Linked DNA regions of Capsicum annuum: region 1 is linked to region 2. Evidence: chromatin contacts called from public Hi-C data. All regions are on one chromosome and are shown on one strand. The core of a region is the stretch at or near the end of the contact, and the rest is flanking DNA. Distances in the headings are between cores, read along the strand shown.

What was found. A called contact is a pair of places that touch in the nucleus more often than the background predicts.
Region 1: a Hi-C map of leaf shows a contact between it and region 2, with 2.5 times the contacts expected there. The contact joins the promoter of LOC107862522 here to the enhancer-like site in region 2. A contact is called at or near these places in 4 of 5 Hi-C or Micro-C datasets (bud, leaf and placenta).

The regions. Positions count from the first base shown.
Region 1 is chr3:250,016,753-250,024,123 of UCD10Xv1.1, reverse strand. It overlaps LOC107862522 (RINT1-like protein MAG2), which reads right to left and starts at 3,689. Exons shown (of 4, transcript XM_016708126.2): 1 at 3,125-3,689; 2 at 2,592-2,678. The coding sequence starts at 3,416.
Region 2 is chr3:249,981,696-249,988,835 of UCD10Xv1.1, reverse strand. It overlaps the pseudogene LOC124897174. Among protein-coding and RNA genes, the nearest start is that of LOC124897175, 7.6 kb to the left of the region's middle. Within about 2 kb of position 3,460, at least 3 of the 5 cell types and tissues checked have an H3K27ac peak or open chromatin away from gene starts, as enhancers often do. A contact at or near this core is called in bud and leaf, where this site is marked.

The DNA.
Region 1 (7,371 bases), core at 2,440-4,939, 35 kb before region 2:
GACGAGATAAAGAAGCAATGGTGTCTTATGGCTTATAAGATGAAGGAAGTTCTACCTTGTGGATTATTTGATGCCATTGGGACCTATGTAGTTTCTTTATCTCTTGGTAATTCCCATAACCAAATCCTTTGTGCACCTTTTATTGGGCTTTTAATATTTAATTCAAAGAATCCTTGGTTATATTACAAATATGTGCAACCTTGGCATGTTGAGATGATTTATTGTGCTAACCCTAACCCTCATGCCATGAGGAGTTTGTATTTGTTTTCCCTCTCTCCGTTTTTGCAAGGTTTGGATTCGAGGTCAAATCTTTTTCAAGAAGGGGAGGATGATACGAGAATAATGGCAACCTTAGCTTTCGCCGACATCATTCAAAGTTACTATGTGAAGAATCAAGCTTTGGTCGCATGGAGGGCACGGGATTATACTTGGAGGGGACGTTTTGAGCCTACCATTGATCAAACCCGAGTGTGGAAGATTGCTTGGAGAATTGAAGACTTAACCACCTTTGTTGGTTCACGGTTTTGGTTCCCTTTATTAAGGGCATTTTGGTCACTAATCTTTGTCCAAGAGACACTCCATGACCATCCCTCCTCATTAAGGGCATTAGAGTCATTTTGTGTTCATTTTGTAATAGATTATAAATAGGCTCCTTTAGTCTTATTTTCATTAGTTTATGAAAGATAAAATATTGAAACACTTAAAATCCTCTCTCTTGAGAGTAGACCAACTTAGTGTAGTTCTAGTATAGGGCTTGGAAAAGCTAACATTGTTCTTTGCTTGAAAACGGTGGATCTTGAGGTGAGTTGATTCCCTTGGCGGTCACCGTAAGCGTGTAGTTTTGATTATTACATTCATTAGGGGTTTTTGAGTTTAATACACTCTTTAGTTCTTAATCTTGTAATAATCTTGGTCTCACTATCTATCTTTTACTTGTGTTGTTGTTACCTTGTGTAGTGGACTGTTTTGGGTCATTTATTGAATCCGAAGCTTGTGTTATTGTTGTTGATATTGTTCATCACGTTTTATAGCTGTTTTGGTGTTGAAATACACCCTTGTATCTTGTATTCTTGTTGTTGGTAGCGAATCCGAGTGTGGTCTCCATCTTGGTCCTCAAATCCTTAAGATTAGTGGACTGATTTGGAGTGTGATTTCGTGTTTCCATTGTCATTCCCGTATCATTTAGGAAACCATCTTGAAATGTGAAATAAAAATGAGAAAATATCTTCTTGTTGGCACATATAGCAACTGGGTCACAATATTCATTGAGTCCGCAAGAAACTCTTACTTGTTCAAAGTACCACTATATTTATGTCAAGCTCAAAGACATTGTACATCGATTGCACCAGAGTTTAAATGGACGAGATTTTCTAAATATTGTTAGATTTCGGATACCAACAAAACTTAATAGACCGAAAAAGATACGTGCTAAGCTTGAAGATGCCTCATTACCTTTTTCTAGTTTAAAATAAAGTAAAAAGCTGAAGAAGCCCTCTATTTCATACTGATGGTGATCTTTGCTATTCATAGAAACTCGATAAGAAATGACCTCGTCTGCAGAATGTTACCTTCTAATCAAAATCTCTATTCCGACAGCAGAAAACTCTCCAAGTTTAGAAGGAAAAAACTCAAATATTCCAAAGAACCGCTGCTATATCTCCTTTAGGAAGAACTATTGAAACTAAAAACAAACATGAGAAAATAGCTTCTTCGTAGATTTTCAACGCTGCATATCAAATAGTGGTAGCCTAGAATGTCTAATTGTCCCTGCTACCTAAGCACTAAATATAGCACTTAATCCAGCGAAAAGACATTGCTTCTGCAAGCTAGTGTACTGTACCAATATTTTTACCACGGCTTCTTCTTTGGTACTTTATCCAAGTCTTCATCTTCATATGTCAATGAGCAACTGAATTAATTCATGTGCATCAAATCATCAAGTTCTTTAAGAGATCAAGACAGCTACATCTACTAACCATAACCTTTTGAATATAAGTAATCCTAACACCTAATATTCTGCAAAACTAAATGAGCAACCTAAATTAAATATACCCTATCTTAGTATTTTCCTTCAGAATCAAAAAAGTTGGTGTCCAGTCGCTAATACACGTAAAGTAAGATAGCAGCTACGGTTTTGTATCCCAATAACTAAAGCTACTAACCGAGATTTCCTTCCTCTGGATCCACCAGACACTTAGATACTCAGCTATCATAAATGTGTCTCAATGTCTTGTCATGGCTATAATATCTAGAGTTGGTAAAACAAGCTAGCTTGGTCTCTCATAGCCTAGATATACAAGATTGCAACAAGGTCTTGAATCAGTCGTCCAATAATGTGGCAGAATTTGTCAACGTTAAACTAGCTAGATACAAGAACAAAACTGATATCTGATATCTCTTCGCAATGTACCTAAAGGCTACTGTTTCATTCCCCAATAGATTCACAATGAAACATATTTCTTCCTTGTTGAACTCTGAATTTACTTACTCAATGCATTTCAGATTATGTGTTAGGGACAAAGTGAGAAATTCAATCCATAAGAAAACATAGAGATCAGAAAAGTTCAACAGATTTTCAAATGTGAACTCACCTGCATACATTCGCACAGTGTTAACCCTGGCAACCTCCTTAGCCAATGCCGGTAGCTCCTGTCCCAGTACCTTCCCTGATCCTCCATCTAGGCAAACAAAGGACAATTATATATTTTTTTTGAAATTGCACATAAAAGTAAAGCAATAAATAACAAATTGGCAAGTCTATGAGATATCAGGTTCAAATTCCAACAGAGACAAAAACATTACTCCCTCCATTCCTTTTTAATTGCTCCCCTTGTTTTCCATGAGTCAATTTGACTAGTTTCAACGCAAAATTAGATTAGATTAATTTGATTTTCTAAAACTGAAACTTAGATGTTCAAAAACTACACGAAAAGTAGTATAAATTACAATTTTCCTTTTTCCAATTTGATTAAGAAATGCAACTTAAAATGTTTGTCAAAATTTATAGTGTTCGACCCTAAAAATGAAAAGGGAGCAATTAAAAAGGAATAGAGGGAGTAGTTGATTTCTTCTCATCTGTCTGGTCCCAACACTACAGTTATAAATAAAAAAATGGCAGGTGTACCTGATGAAGAAGAGCAAGAAGCTAAGTGAAGATCTCCTAATTTGGCATCAATATCACTGAGAAGAGCACCAGTTTTCTCCGAACGGGAATCGTGATTGATCAAATAGTTCCGGAGCTGTGCATTGAGATCCGAAAGGTTTTGATCGAGTACATGACACTGATTTCGGAGCTCCGAAAGAAGAACCGGAGCCTGTTCAAGGTCTTCTTTCGCATTAATCTTCGCGTTTAGGAAAGAAACGACGGAGGCGGAGAGAGATGATGGCGGAGGTAAATTTCGAATTTTCTGATCCATTTATTAATGCATTCGGATGTATAATTAATTAAAAAAAAGGAATCAAAATTGCAATGTAAAGTGCAGTGCAGTTAACGGCTTTGAGACTTGGAATACATGGAATTGAAATGTGAAACAGCACCAACAGGCAAGCCCCTATAACCAAAAAAGTTGAAGTCAACTGGAACACAGCTAGGGAAGAAGATGCTTTGCTGATTATTTCGGTGGATCGGAGAGGGTTTTGGTTTTGACTTTTTGCGGAATTAATTAATTCTGATTTGGCCGCTGAAATGGGAATTTAACATAAGGGCAACTTCGTCATTATATTTGTTCTAAACAAAAAAAAAAACTTTGATAAATGATACATATATATCGTTCGTCATACTTTTAGTACAAATACACTCCTGCTGTTAATAATTTGGTACAAATATACCGTCCTAACTAACAGCATGTCACGTGTCACGATCCTAGCCATTTACCCATTTTTATACTGAAAAGGTACAAATATACGCCTGAACTTTGATAAATGGTACATATATACCCTTCGTCATACTTTGGATACAAATATACCCCTACCGTTAATGATTTGGTACATATGGGCCCTCTTAACTAACGGCATGCCACGTGTCATGATCCTAGCCATTTACCCATTTTTATTTATCTTACCCTCCAATAATTAATCCACTATAATTAAAAATCCACTACCCGACCCATTACATTCCAACCCGACCCGATCCAAATTGAAGCTTCTAAGAGACGCGTTTATGCCAAAAGCTTCTGAGCCTCAAAATTGAACGGCGGATTGATGCAAATGGCAGCGACGAACCAAATCTGAAGGCATTTTAACCCTACAAATGCGTATCTTACCACTAAACTGATATCCCTAATAAATTTCGACCATTCTTTGCATAAAGTCATCCGCATTTTCCTCCTGATGCAACGGACATTCTACTTTTTTTCATTAGAATCTTGAAGTTCAATTACACCTGAAGTCTTTGGCATATACTCTCGCACAAAGTCAACTAATATAATCTGCAAATTGTGATGAGTTTTGAAGTATGCATCAAGAAGAATGAAAGATTAATATGCATGAGTATGAATATATTGACATACAGAATAGTTTACAGAGAAAAAAAATTGACACATTCAATTTAACCTCACCAGAATCTGATTTCTTACTACGTTATAACCTCCAAGAGTCATCATGAAGTAAGAATTTTCTCGCATAAATATTTTGGCAGCATTTGTTGCCCTGTTTGCTTCTGCAGCTCTTAGAAGCTTTAGGCGTACACGCGTGAAGCTTCAATTTGGATCAGTTAGGATGGATTAATTATTTGGGAATAAAATAAATAAAAATGAATAAATTGCTAGGATCGCGACACGTGGCACGCCGTTAATGAGAAGGTATATATGTACCAAATCATTAACAGTAGGGGTATATTTGTACCTAAAGTATAACTGGGGTATATATGTATCATTTATCATAGTTCGGGGATATATTTGTACCTTTTTCGTAAATAAAATGGATAAATTATTAGGATCGCGACACGTGGCACGCCGTTAATGAGAAGGATATATATGTACCAAATCATTAACGGCGGGAGTATATTTGTACCTAAAGTATAACGGAGGGTATATATATACCATTTATCAAAGTTCAAGGGTATATTTATACCTTTTTCGAAAAAAGAATAATCCTTGCTTGATTGGACTGCCTTAGTTAAAATAATTTTGAAGTCGAAATAAATTTTAGGTACTATAAAATAGTGTTTGATTAAAATTTATAAAAAAAAAAATTAAATTTATTTTAAGCTAAAAAAACAAAAGGGCAAAGGCTCAAATATGAACTATTGAAAATGGCTATCTGTTTCATTCGTTATAAGTTTGGTTTATCTATGTCAAACTTAAAATATTTGAATCTTTTCCCAAAACGAAAAATATAAAGTCCATCCAAATAGATTGTAGTCTATTTTCCTTGCCGTATGGTATAAAATTATATACTACTCCATCCGTTTTAAAAAGAATGATCTGTTTTTCTTTTAGTTTGTTTAAAAAAGCATTACCCCTTTCCTTTTTTTTTTTGCAACTATTTAATTTTAACTTTTTTCATGATATGTTTAAGATCACAAGATTGAAGGATTTTTTGGTATATTTAGCATATCTTTAATTTAAAATTAGAAGATTCAAAAATCTTCTTTATTTTATTAAATTTCGTGTCAATTCACATTAGATCATTCTTTTTTAAAGGGAGAGAGTAATACTTCAATATATAAAAGTATTATCAAAAATAAAAGGGAACTTGCATATATAATGTACGCATAGAAGAAAGCTGCGAGAAAAGCCATTGCGATATTGAAAATGGGATGTCATATCTTTCGATGTCACTTCTTTGCACTATGATATTCTTCTATTTTCATGTAACAGCGAAATATTTTCTTGCATTCCTCTCACTATGATATTCTTTTATTTTTGATGAAACATTAAAATAACATCTTGCAAAAATGTAAAATAAAATCATGTATAATAGACTTTGTGATTTGATCTTTTGACCTTTTTCAAACCCATGAATAGCATAGCGAGCAGTCTAGTGGCTTATTGACTATCTAAATCGAGTCTTGCCTCATATTTCTCATTTTCATAATTTTTCACTCATATTTTTTTCCTGTTTATTGCTATTTTTTTTTTAGCGTTGCCCACTTCTTTTTTAACAAACATAACATAAAAAGAAATTGTTTTGGATCTCGATATTTGCTTTAGGTAAAGCTAACACTTCATATTAAATTTCCTTTTCTTTTATTTGGTTTAGTTTAGTGAATTCTGGTCAATGGTAGAAAATCTACTATGACTTGGAATGATATGCAAGAACCGACACTAGTGACATTTGATTATCTCTATTGATAATCCCTTAGAAGTAGTAGGACATTTAGGGGTCGTTTGGTAGGACGGATAAAAAAATAATTCCGCAATAAAATTTGAGATTAACTTCATCCCATGTTTGATATAAAGTATTACTTAATTTCTGAACAATTTTATCCCACCATTTGTACTAAAATGGTGGGATTACTATCCCATGTGAAGGGAAGGATAAAATAATTCCATGGAATATCCCAGATATCCTTACTTATCTCATCCAGTGTACCAAACGACCTCTCAGCGTAAAGCAAAAATTTTGAATTTTCCAGAATTCGTCCATGAATCCAAGCGCAGTGTTAAAGTTGCACACATTATTGTAGGCCTGTTTCTGAAAACTTTCCCAGCGTCACTGTTGGAACTGACTGCACAAAGATTTTCAACCTTACCCTGCTTGGAAAAAAAAGTTAAAATGGGTAGGGACACCTACTGTGGGAGACCCCCAAAATAAAAGGTACTCTAACAAACAAAATGGGATCTCTGATAGTTAACAGAATGGTACTTTGAACGACAAAAATCTGTACCCACCATGCTTCACAGTCTTCAGGATTATAGAGGACGTGATTTTGCAGAGATTGTTCTTTCCAAACAAATATGGTGTTCGAGTTAGCCTGCACACATCTCGTCTAATATAACAAAATATATATGATATCTACCATCATCCCACCAATGCAAGTGCTTGTCCACCAAAACTTGGACAAATGAGGAAATACTATCTTGTGCTTTCGATGCTGTCATCTATTGATAAAGAAAGAGAACCACAGAAATACTCGACCTACTATAGTAGCACAGAAAATACATGATAGACACCTCTACCATGAAAGCGGGACAGAAATCAAAGGTTCATGTGACATTATAGCATATAAATACCCATCAACAACAGCGCCATTCGTAGGGATACCTTTTTGGGACAGAAGTGAAAAAACACTGTGGCATTTCGCGGGCAGCATGAGACTAAGTAACTAATAAGAATACATGATAGACACCTCTACCCAAAAAACATTATATTGCATGCATAAAATGCTGGAAAGACGGAGAAAATACAATGCATAAGCACAAACGAACA
Region 2 (7,140 bases), core at 2,211-4,710:
GGCAACAATTTAATTATCCTTTTACTAGGAAAATCACCAATTGGATAGGTGGCTCACATAATGTAGCTGACTGGAATGAGGAATGACAACGGGTGAATATCCAAGCTAGACGAATGAAGACGTGGGGTCCATTCTTAAAGCAGGATTAGATGTGGTAATACATAAGGTGTGGATAGAGAGGATTGCACGGGTATTTCAATGAGTGTACAAAATCAAGAGGCTATTCTGCATGATGCAAAGATAAATTTATGTACTAGACTTAGTTTCAATAGGAAGTTTTTTGAATTGTCATGTTCAATCAAGTGATGTAAGTAGTAAGTGGAAGGTTTTATGGTAGTATAGGCAAGTTGAGAGGGATAGGCAGGATGTGTTGTACGCCCTGTATTGTTAAGCATTACTGGTGATTAATAAAAATTTTAATTACCAAAAAGAAAAAAAATCAACCTTAACTAACATAACGAGACTGATATATGAAAATTGTTTGGCATATTAGCTCCACTGAAAAGAAGGATACAATAGTATTAAACACCAATACAAACTACGGCCATGCTAATCGCTGCTAAATCACACTATTAATAGAAGTGGATTCAAAAGTTAAATGTGTCGATGCGTCACCACATGAAGAGTTATTATATCAAGTGGTTAACCAACTTGTGTCTTTATTATCTCAGAAAGTCACTAAACTTTAATCTTTACTTAAAAAGTCACTTAACCTGTATTCTTCTCTTAGAAAATCACCCACCTTCAATTTTTACTTTAAAAGTTGCTCAACTCAAAATTGAGCGACTTTCTGAGGGACTTTTGAAGAAATAATTAAAGTTAAGTGACTTTCTGAGAGAAAGTCATAAATTGTGTGACTATTTAGGATATTAACTAATTATATGAATAATTTTTTCTTTAACTAACATAAATATGTCAATTTCTTACTACAAGTTTGGGATAAAACCATAGAGAAAAACAAGCCAAAAAATAAAGAGAAAAAATAAAAAGTAGGCCGTAACTGGTAAAATATAACATCAAGAAATTAAAATTTGAAAAAAAATGCTAAGATCAATCGAACTAAATGTGATCCCCCTAAATGTTCACTCGTGTACCATTAATCAGCTAATGAAACTATTTTAGCTTTTTTTTTTAGGGTGTCAATACAGAAATATATACAATATTTATAATATATGTATGTACGTGCATTTTTTCTGAGGGCCAAAATACCAACGACTCCTTATTAACGCGTGCTTGAAACCCTTGTAACCAGTCATAATGAGGATACACAAAAATTAAACTAAAAATTACACAAATACACAACTTATGTTTTCAATATTATAAAAAATCTAACTCCCTAAATATGTTACAAAATTCCAACATATACACAGAGTGATATGTATATATCGACTATGTTATGTATATTAATAGGGAGAGAGAGTAAAGTAATTAAAAAAATAGAAGAGAGTGTAATTAATTTCGGGTTGGTATTTATGTTATTTATATAAAATTAAAAGAATGTAGAAAATTAATTTAGCCAATCTAGCTAAAGATACATTAATATGTTTAGGCCATTAAATTCTTTATTCTATGACAAGTTGACAACAATGCTATGTAAATAAAAATTTGTAAAAACTTACATAAATTTCAATTTTTTGAAGTTAATTATTCCGTATCACAATTCTTCTTAATATTACTAAAAAATATTGATTTAGTCTACACAAATACATCACTTAAATTTATAAGGATACATCATACTCTTTCGTATATATCACTTAAACTCTTTCGTATATATCACTTAATTTTGTACAAATACATTATATTTTTTCAGATACATCACCAAATTTTACATAGATACATCACATTCTTCTATGATATATTCGAGCTTTTAATAGAGAGAGAAAGTAAAATCAAGATTTGTGTAACTGTTTAAAAGAATTGAAATTTTAAATAGTTATGATAAGTTAAGTAGTGATCAGGAGTGGAGCTACATGTGCTCTCGGGGGTTCATTTGAACCTCCTTCGACGAAAAATTATACTGTTTTAATACTATTTTTACATGATTGAAAATATTTTTTTATTCATATATAGTAGATGTTGAACCCGTTCGACTAGTTCGTATATTTACTTCTAAACCCCCTTAATGAAAATCTCGACTCCGCCGCTGATAGTGATATTATGTAATTTTTCTATGTATACATTTTGTAAACCTAAACTAGATGACCAAAGATATGGGGCCGTAATTTTCTCTATTTAATATCATAATTCAAAAGATATTTCTTTCTTTATAAATTTTGTACCTAATCAAATTACATCATATAATTTGAAATACATCAGTAAAAATTTATAAGATTAACCATATTGTTACTCGTCTTATTTTCCACAAAGATTGCCAGAAAAAGCATGAAGGATTAGACATATGAACGTGTATCATCAAGGCATAAACTGGCAACTACACCCTTAAGTAATCCGTTTGTTTGGACTACTGTTAATAATGAGAGCCTCACACACACAAGTCAATATCTAAAAATCGAGAAATATTTGACATTCTTGGTTTCAGTGCTTAACTATATCAATGTCACTCGTTGACATTCATTTAATTAATACTAAGGGTAGTATAAGGAGCTTTTTATCTTGAAGGCTGTTTATATTAGTCTATTGCCCCCAAAAGATTCTTCTATTATAGAGAACTTAGGGAACAATTTAGCGACACAAAATCAGCTGATACGTTTCCTTTTAAGATGAAATTACGACAATTAGGGGAAAAGGCATGTTCACAGCAAGGTCAATTTTGCTTCCAGCAGTTTTCCAGGTAATAAGGATTATGTGGTGGGCCATTTATAAAGAGTTTAAGTTATGTGCGTCAGTGCACAAAATATTCTACACTATCACTTAACTTGATCTGCCATTGCAGGTTACCCAATTATTTACATAAAAAACTAAAAAAGAAAAAATTAAGTAACCTGCAATAGCAAGTCAAGCTTACATGACAGTGCAGAATATTTTGTATACTGACGGGGCACCAAAATTTAAATTCTTTATAAAACCACATTCCACTACTAGCTTATCATAATTCTACTTGTGTAAATACTATTTAAGAGCAACAAGGAGAAAAGCAGCAATGGCACTCCAAAGATGGAGTAACTAAAGCTCCCGCTATGCCCGGGTCCGGGGAAAATGTTCACAACAAGACCATCAGCTCTGCTAATGAAACCCAGTCGATCGAAGTATTAAGTAACATCTCCAAAAAGCGCAATGGTATCCAGAGATCGAGATTCAAGAATTTACTTTAAGCTGCAGCTGGATATGTCGGAGAAGGAAGACATGGAAGTTCATACAAGGTCAGAGTTACGTTGTTAAACATCGGTCACTAGGATTAAGGGCTGGGTAGGTTCAAAGGATAATGTCAAGGTGGATTAGAGGATACATCAACTGAAACATCCTCTTTCTTTTTCCCCTTGTTGCTTCTACCGTTTCAAGCAAGAGATGCTAATGATTATATAAGTAACAGCAGAATGGCAGTCTCTTTAAACATCCGTCGTATATTTTGGTCTTTCTGCGGAAAACTCACTATATTTTACCTTGTAATAAATCAATTCCCATTTGAAATTCAATCAAGCAGTTGAAGAATTAGTTTCAAAACACTTAAATTGAAGCATAGTAGTAATAGAAAGCATCTTATACCCTCCTCCTTTTCCTATAGACAGGTAGAAGATGGTAACACCGCCTAGTAAAGGTGACTGTGTCTCAATATCAGGCTGGGCACCTTCTTTCTCTTCAGTTCGTTACAGGAAGAAGAAGAAAGACAAAGTTCTATCCAGTTGAGGATCATTAGATGTTGAACAATTTCTAGCAGCATTCCAATACAACAAAATTAAGGAAGTATAACAACTAATAGAATATCTTTTGTCCAATTATATGAAACAACAAAGATACAGCAACCAGTTCGATCTGAAGGTAAATGATACTGTAACTATTTAAATTAAAAGCATTTGACTTTATTGTTAAACAATAGTAACATATAGCATAACAAACAGAATAAATAAAGGACTTAATACGAAGTTGGTGTTACCCAAATAGGAGGACAAAACGAACTGAGGGAAACACCATCGTAATGCGGCTGGATGCTGCCATCTGCTACGTCCGCCTCCTTCTTCATAGCAGAGGTATGATTCAAAACAGTCGTCTGTAAAATAAATATGATTGGGCTTGATTCCTGGAAATTGAGAAGCTTGGACTGAAAGAGAAGCATTAGCACCCAAAAAAAAAGCCATGTCTCCTAATTCCTCAGTTTCAGTCACTTTGCCAGTCACTAAATCGACCTGAAAAACTCGAAAATCTGTTGTCCCATATGTGAACTCACCGTCCCCCAACAATTCGCGTTCATCCGGCCTCAGCGTCAATGGAAAGCTATCGCAATCATCTTCGATTGGCCTAACTCGAACACCATATCGCGAAATTACAAATAATGATCCTAGTGATTCTAGGATGTACAAGTGTTCTACAACTCCTTGAGGTTCAAATGGTATCTGCGCTATGATATGACCTTGAGGGCCAACAACATCATCAACATCACAAACTAGTACTTCACCCGAATAATTCACGGTATAAATTTTGCCATTAAAATACAGCAAATCGACAAATAGATTCTGATAGGTTCCTTCCCAAACAACTCTAGTCTATCTCAAATCTCCAGGTCTCCAGAAACTGAGGAACCCCATGCCCCCCTCAATGACCACGAAAACGTAATCGGATGTATGAGAAGGACTAGCTGATAAAACTGCCTTGCGAATAAAGGTCCATCATCCAGTCAGCCAAGTGATCGTCGGGATCGTCATAATCTAAGGTGGTATTTTGATGGGGCAATTCAATGTGAACATCAGAGAAGAGATGTAGCAGACTAATTTCACCCTCGTCAGCTCCTACTGTGATAAGTCAACCCATAGACTCCATACATCGTTTTCTGCTGGCTTTTGGAATCCTCTTCTTCAAGATCATGCCATCATAAAGGCTGAAGAATCTTCGAAAGGAATTTCCCTCATTATCTTCTTCTTCCGCTAACATCAGCCAAGGAACTCTTGGTAGGTCACTGTTAAAGTTGTTCTTGGTGGCTGCAGAGTGCCATGATTTGCAGAATTTTATATAGTCTACAATCAAATTCAAACATCTACCTATCAAGACCAGCAGATCATATGGAAGTTCCGACCAATCAGGCACGTCTTGCAACATGTTTAAGGTGTACTATAGGGTCTCTGAACAGCTGCTTTTATAACAATATATCGCCAATTCAAAACAAACTTGGGATTACAGCAATTGAAAATCTGTAGAATGGAAAAAGCTATTTATGAACAGTTCATGACCCTCGACAATAAACACTATGCTTCAGTGATTTATATATGAATATTTTACCGTACTATTGTTTAGTATTAGGTTTTAAAAGATACTTGAGGAATAAGTAATTAATATTAAGACTAAAATATGAAAAAAAAAAATTCCCTTTTTTTGTGGGACACTGACAAATAAAAACTATCAACAAAGTTGGAAATAAAAGCCTCCCTTCGTAGTATCTTTTTAGCTTCTTTCAGCATAGGAACTTCATCCGGAAATAGCACCATCCATTTATTATTAAATTATAACTAATTATAATTAAGAATATTATTAAATTTATATTTTTCTAACTTTATTAATTAATGAATGAATAGTTTTAAACTAATCATTATATGACCCAAGTGAGTCAAGCCGAATAGGCTCAACTGGGTCCGAACTTTGACCAAACTTTTATCGGGTCAAACTAAGCCGAGTATACATGCCAACAGAGCCGAGTCCCGAGCTAGCTCGGCACCTGAGTAGAAGCGGAAGGATCATATAGTTGATTGACCCAGTCCTTCACCTGTTAGATTTATTTTTGAAACACTCAACTTAATTCTCTTTTTATTGATAAAACCATAAGAAGCAAGAAGTAGAGAGTAAAGGTTAAAGAAAAAGAATGAGAGAGAAACTCGGAGTGACCGAAGGCAAAAGAGAGAGGAAGAAAAGCGAAGAGTGATCGACAAGCAGAGCGGCAGCACAAAGAACACATGTAAAAGGCGAAAATGTCCTCACTTTTGATGGGGCAAATGATCAAATATACCCATGCACTATTCAAAACGGTTCAGTGTAAGACTCCTTATGTTTTTGGTTCAAAAATTCTCTTGACCATTATATTTTTGGCTCAAAATTACTATTCCTCCTAACTCCAAAACAAGAAAAAATATTCCTGTTAGCAAGAATTTTGTCCAGTTTTCATTGCACCACCGTTAGCAAGAAAGGTATTTTTAACCTAATTTGCTCATTGAAAGATATTTTTGAGCAAAAAATATAACGGCAAGGACCTTTTGAGCCAAATACATATTAAGGGTAAAACTATTCCATTTTGCATAGTTCAAGGATATATTTGACATGTTTACCCTTTTGATTTAAATAACTAAAGGCAGAAGTCTCTCCAATTTTCACTACACAATGTATAATAACTTAAGTTGTGGTCGTCCTGCTATTTGTGCTTCTATAATAGTAGAAGAAAAGAAAAATATATTTTTTAACGTATGAACATGCAATTTGAAATCATAATTTCAAATTTCAAATTCTTTAAAATGCACTATTTGAAATTTTAAATTATATTTGATTTCCTAATTTATAATACTTGGCCCATAAATTTAAATTTTGTAAAAGAAAAATCATTATTTTAATGATGAAAAACTTTACAAGTTATGAAACTTAGCAGGAGAAGATTTGACATGATTGATTTGAAGCTAACGTGAGGGATAAATCACATTTTAAACATAAAGGAAATAAGTCACATTTTAAACATGAAAAACAAAACTAATAAACGAAAAATACAGGAATAGTTTTTACTCTTCTCCCTATTTAAGGTAAGAAAGTACAACTATTTAAGGTACATATATGGAATAGAATTTAAGTTTCTATACTGTCAGGTAAACTTGACCTACTATTACAGGTTACTCAATTCTTTTTTTTTTTAAACTTTTTTTTGTAAGAAATTGAATAACCTGCAATAGTAGATCAAATTTACCTGATAGTGTATAATATTTATACACTACCGTTTTCAAAACTTAAACTCGATGGAATATGCCCATACATAGGATCTTCCAAAATTGAGTCTTA